Regions from separate parts of the Salmo salar genome. Here region 2 is linked to region 1. Evidence: chromatin contacts called from public Hi-C data. All regions are on one chromosome and are shown on one strand. Each heading gives the region's core, a stretch centred on a gene start, on an enhancer-like site or on the middle of the called end of the contact. The rest is flanking DNA. Distances are from core to core; before and after follow the strand shown.

Evidence for each region. A called contact is a pair of places that touch in the nucleus more often than the background predicts.
Region 2: a contact with region 1 is called in a Hi-C map of gill, with 4 times the contacts expected there. The contact joins the promoter of LOC106603975 here to the promoter of mtmr4 in region 1. A contact is called at or near these places in 2 of 3 Hi-C or Micro-C datasets (gill and muscle).

Annotation. Positions count from the first base shown.
Region 1 is chrssa04:82,700,409-82,703,669 of Ssal_v3.1, reverse strand. It overlaps mtmr4 (myotubularin related protein 4), which reads right to left and starts at 1,504. Exons shown (of 20, transcript XM_045717405.1): 1 at 1,273-1,504.
Region 2 is chrssa04:82,951,029-82,954,289 of Ssal_v3.1, reverse strand. LOC106603975 (beta-glucuronidase) reads right to left here and starts at 1,511. Exons shown (of 12, transcript XM_045717410.1): 1 at 1,211-1,511; 2 at 1-149. The coding sequence starts at 1,423.

The DNA of each region.
Region 1 (3,261 bases), core at 255-2,754:
GTAACTCTGTGTTGACACACTGCTTTGCTTTATCTTAGCCAGGTCACAGTTGTAAATGAGAGCTTGTTCTCAACTGGCCTACCTGGTTAAATAAAGGTGAAATACATTTTTTTTATTTTTTTTTAAATGGTGCACTCAGAAATTCACAAAATAACTGACGAATTTACGAATGTGCAACACCCGTTGAATATGACCATCGCCAGCAGAATATTCTAGTAAGTTTGCCAGCAGCACAGTCAGTCACTAACGCTATTGACAACATTTCAAACCGCCTAACCAGCTCTGCTAGGGTCAGAGACAGGTGTTCTCTCATTTGTGTCCGACCTAAATAATTATATCTAAACTTTTTCGCTGAACAGTAGAAAGAAGATTATTCAGTCGATTTTCCCCATTAGTCCTAGACTATGGCAACATCTATATGAACGCAGCGGCCACTTATTTAAAGCTGTAAAAAGCAGTTTAACATAGCGCACTGCGGTGCATGTTCTGCGCATGTGACAAATAAAATTTGATTTGATTTATTATGGGCAACAATTTTAGTACTCATCACTGCATTCTCTACCAGAAAGTTGGTTGGCCCTCTTTCACGTAGGTAGATACATTGCTGTTCTCATTTATAAAATAAAGGTGTTAAAAAAAATGTTTTTAAATTAAGTAGCTAGTAAGTTAGGCAACTTCAGCCAGTTAACGTTATCTTGGGTGCTTGGAAACAAGTTGTGAGGACAGAAAGCTCGGATATGCGCTCTGAACGATCCGAGGACGAAATGCTCTGAATTTAACAAGACAACATTTGACAACTCTCTGAATTAACGAGAGACCCAGAGAGCGCACTCTTGACACACTGGAGACAATTTACGAACACACCCTTTGATAGGATCAGAGAAGCTTGGTACTAGAAAAGCATACAAAAAAACACGCTAAACAATACCGTTTGACAGCTAAAACACCTAGTTCACTAAATGTAGGTAGATAATCAAACAGGTGCAACAATACAGAAATGGTGAAAACTAGTAGCTGGCTTTCCTTAGCCGAGGTTGACGAGCTATCGTTAGTCAGAGTAGTGATGCCCCGTGAAACACACCGGCTGCTAGGAGGGGGAGGCGGCCGAAGGTCTAGTGGACTGGTCTAGCTAAGCACACTGGCAAATGTCAAAATATTGCTAATGAACAGCATATCTCGCAGCAGCCGTGCAACATAATACACACCATTTAAAAAAAAATTGACATCTTGGCTTATTTATTTTTTTCAAATACAATCGGGTTAGCTACTCACTCAGAAAGAATCAGCTGATACAACGGTGACTCAGTAGACTACACGACTTCCGCATTCACGAGCGATGACCTATGCTTCGACCAATCAGCAAAAGTAAAGCATGCATTTGAACCAATGGTCAGAGAGAATTCGTACCAATAATTGCGGAATAGCCAATGAAAGTTTCTGACAGGTAAAAGCGCGGTTGTGTAGCCGCGTCAATGGCGTGCACACACCCACACCAAAGCCAATCAAGACAGATCGGTGCCTCTAGAATGGGTCGATTCGATTAGGATGTGGTCCGTGATATGAACGGGCAAAAGCGGTGGTGAGGGAGGAGTGCCGGTCTAAAATGGAATACTGATCTACGCCACTTGATCACGAGTCAACATGGTGCATCGCTCAGAAACATACATCTCTTTTCCATAAAATATATGTTTTAATTTTCTAACTATTTGTCATTGGGAAGGTAGATTAAGCAATAATTGTTGCATGTGAAAATACACAATCCTACTCATTACTCGGCGTGCTTAATTACATCACTTTTGTTTTGAACAGACTTCACCGTGGTCGTTGAACGGGGCATCTGGCTCACGCCCCGGGAGGCAGCCCGATTCCCAAGACGAATGCATTCAACTTTCACCTGGTACAAAACAAATCTACCCGGGCACGGGGGTCATATTAATCGAATTCCCTCAATGTTGCTGGCAATCGCGCGGCATCAGAGGGGCGTCAGTGCCTGTGGGCGGTATTCTAGTGAACTGAGGGACCAATAGAAAATCACAGCGCGGCACAAACTGATCACATGCTACGGCGCGTCACCGGGAGCTTTGTTAAAGCGGTCGTGACTCCATTTGAAATCAATCGCGTCTGAAAACGTTCGCGCTCCAAGCTGAGCCGACTGTAGTAATGAGCCCCACAAATCCACGGGAGCACAAAGCACAGGTTCAACAATTTTCCTGAAACAGGTTTTTTTTTTGTCCTGCAATCTAGAGCCATAATCATTGTGCTTAATTCTATGTAAAAATTTTTTTAGTTATTGCTTGCTTTTCTAAAGTCTACCAACCTTGCCAGCAGGGATGCCAGCTAACATAGTTATACAAGCTAGCTACTCTACCTTGATTGATAGCCTGAAATGGCTCCTGGGTAGGTCGTTTTGATTTTGGAAGATTGGAAACCTATCTAGGCTAGCTAAAGCCAACTTTATAAAATTGCTAGGTGGCTCTGTTACAGAGAAACATTATTCTTTTTTTAAGGACATCTGAGGGGGCATGTACCACTGCGTCCCCATATGGGCATGACACCAGGGGCTTGGAATGTTTCTGAGTAAGGGAAAGGCAATCGCATGGTTGTGGTCACTGATAACGGTGGAGAGCTGTTAATTTGGCTCTCCTATCTAAAGAGCCCATTTATATTTTCTAATTGAATTTATTGTCGTTAGGTTCTAAATAAACGAGTATAAACTACCGGACAACTAGGAAAAGTTCAAACCAAGTTTAGTCACCCAATGGGTCAGACAGCGAAACAGATTAAGACATGTTCGCACGAACATGTCTTAATCTGTTTCGCTGTCTGACCCATTGGGTGACTAAACTTGGTTTGAACTTTTCCTAGTTGTCCGGTAGTTTATACCCCTTTTAGGTGAAGTCTCCTTTTCTCTAAACATTACATATTTGTTGCTAGGCAGGAAGTTAAATGATGTGGGTAATAAACTGTTCCGTATCCCTTAATGTGACCTGACTTCGGCCCCCATTCCTCACTAATCCACAGCTCTCCACCCTTATCAGTGACCTGACTTCGGCCCCCATTCCTCACTAATCCACAGCTCTCCACCCTTATCAGTGACCGCAAACATGTGATTGCCTTTCCCTTACTCAGTAACATTCCAAGCCCCTGGCTCATATCCAACCATAATTTACTTCCCCCTATGCATTCCTCCTACAGATAGCCATAAACTAGTGGTTAGAGCGTTGGACCAGTAACCGAAAGGTTGCTGGATCAAATCCCCGA
Region 2 (3,261 bases), core at 262-2,761, 250 kb before region 1:
ACAACTCTGGTTCCCTCATCAGACACCCAGCGTGAGGGTACCAACACCTCTCTCTCATACCACACCCAGCCAATGAAATCCCTCAGCCGTGGATCCTGGGTGATGTCGTTGTAGCTGGCAGGCACTGGCATGTCAATCACCGGACCGGTCTAGACAAACGGATAAAAAGAGAGAGAGAGAGAGAGAGAGAGAGAGAAAGAGAAGAGGGAAGAATGAATAAGAACAAATGTTTACAATCTTTTTTACTTAAATTATCATCAAGACAGTTTACACAAAGTATTAGGTAAAATACATGCAAAGACTTGGCGAAACAAACAGTTTTAGTTGGTTTGAAGTTACAACAGACTACCGATAAAAAAAATTTTTTTGCAGACGAGATTGGATAATCATTTTGTTTGCAGACTACAGATTGGATAATAATTTTGTTTGCAGACAAGCCTATCAAAGTTCCCCAAACAGACCAGCATTAAAAGTTATAGTGGCAGATAACTATTCTGAACAAACAGGACTGGTAGTCCACATGCTTTTGGCGACGATTTTATAACACACTATCCACTTGACATAGTTAATATAGTTTATTAACACACTATCCACTTTACATAGTTAATATAGTTTATTAACACACTATCCACTTTACATAGTTAATATAGTTTATTAACACACTATCCACTTTACATAGTTAATATAGTTTATTAACACACTATCCACTTTACATAGTTAATATAGTTTATTAACACACTATCCACTTTACATAGTTAATATAGTTTATTAACACACTATCCACTTTACATAGTTAATATAGTTTATTAACACACTATCCACTTGACATAGTTAATATAGTTTATTAACACACTATCCACTTTACATAGTTAATATAGTTTATTAACACACTATCCACTTTACATAGTTAATATAGTTTATTAACACACTATCCACTTTACATAGTTAATATAGTTTATTAACACACTATCCTCTTTACATAGTTAATATAGTTTATTAACACACTATCCACTTTACATAGTTAATATAGTTTATTAACACACTATCCACTTTACATAGTTAATATAGTTTATTAACACACTATCCTCTTTACATAGTTAATATAGTTTATTAACACACTATCCACTTTACATAGTTAATATAGTTTATTAACACACTATCCACTTGACATAGTTAATATAGTTTATTAAACATGGCTGTTGATGTTTACCTCTGCAAGGGGACTTTTATACCAAGCCTGTTCAAAGCCCAAGTTCCTGTTATGTGAGAAGTCGGCTCTGAAGTCCCACAGCCCGTTCAGCTCTCTGATCTCACGGGACGACGACTCCCGGGGGAACAGCATCCCACCGTGCTGAACATGAGCGACATCCCATACCGCAGATAGCAACACTAAATACTTTACTAGCCTTCTAAACGGCTCCATTTTCACACATTGGCTAACAACACACGTCTTTAGCTTTCAGCAGTTAGTCACATGACCAGCTCTAACGGAAGTCTTGTTCTGTGGGGTTTTTTATGGCGGACTACAACCCATAAAGGTGTATTGCCGCCACCAACTGGATGGTTTGAAAACAAAATTACAAATAAATCCATAAGTAATAGTGAAACTAAATTAATCCACCCCAATAAAAAAATAGTACATTGCCAAAACTAACAAAACTCCCACTTCCTTCCTTCTTTTAATTCTCCATATCTCCCTTCTCAGACCTGCTAGGGTGGTACGGCTTGTGCCAATATTCCACTTTAAGTCCTTCGCTGAGAAATCTTTCAGCCCTGGGAACCGCTCCAACACAATCACTATGATTTATATCTTCCTGGAACTTCTCTCCACCTTGGCAGTGCCATTAATTACCACAGCTATAAAAGCCATACAATCCACCTTCTTAATCTTTAAAATGTAAGGATCCTGCTGGTTGAAAGGCAACCCCTGCAGCCTAGACCTATCCACTACCATAGACTCTTCAGGTGCACTATTCAAACCCTCAACCCCTTTAATAACAGCTGCTGCATATGAAATGTCCTGTACAGCCCTGACTTTGGCCAAATTATCTTTCATCATTGTCGGGCATTTGAAAGACGTGGCTTCATGGTTCCCACCGTAATTGCAACATGTCACATGTTCATCACTTTTATAACACATAATATGAACTTTTCCACATCTCGGCTTCTCTCTTCTGCAAACACTTCCTACATGACCAAAAGCTCTGCAACGATCCCACTGCATTGGGATAAAAGCTCGGACTCTGTAGTTAATATACCCTAACTGCACTTTTTTGTTTCAATTTAACCTTTATTTAACTAGGCAAGTCAGTTAAGAACAAATTCTTATTTTCAATGACGGCTTAGGAGGTTTACTGCCTTGTTCTGGGGCAGAACGACAGATCCTCACAGCCTTCACTCTTCCCAGCACTCTCTCCACCAGTTTGGATATCTCAAATGGATTGGTCATTTATTTCCCATTGTATTTTTCTACCCATTAATGCACAAATATTTGTCAGGAAGAAGAATGTTTTTGTAAAATTCCTATTCACCAACAAAACTGTAATGCTTGTCTCTGGCCACTAGGCGGAGCCTAACACAGGAGATGCCATGCTTTTTCATAAAGATCAAGAAACGTATGTGTGCAAAAACCGTGCAAACCTCTCCAAGCAGAAAGGTGTATATTAATGATTTGTGCCTACGGGTTCACTGCCATTGTTGGGATTGGAAACATCATGGATCTGATTTCACTAAACTTGATGAGTGTAGGCTACTCTAACGTAACAAACTGAACCACGGCCCAAGAACTTCATTTGGATGAGCCCCAGCTAATTCAGGTAACTGTCTAGACCAGGGGTACTCAGTACTATTTGAGAAGGTCCGGACACACATTTCCTAGTTAGTGAGTGTAACCGATGTGAAATGGCTAGCTAGTTAGCGGTGGTGCACGCTAATAGCGTTTCAATCAGTGACGTCACTCGCTCTGAGACTTGAAGTAGGGTTTCCCCTTGCGCTGCAAGGGCCGCGGCTTTTGTGGCGCGATGGGTAACGATGCTTCGTGGGGTGTCAGTTGTTGATGTGTGCAGAGGGTCCCTGGTTCGAGCCCAGGTTAGGGCGAAGAGAGTTACGGAACCTACACTGTTACACAAGGTCCGGATGGATATTGTCATTTATCGGCGTAGTCGCGACTCATGCGACCCCAAACTGTTCACACCCATTTAGCAATTTTAAATCAAATTTTCCTCAATTCTACACATTTTTGCATGGGACAGATATATTGTG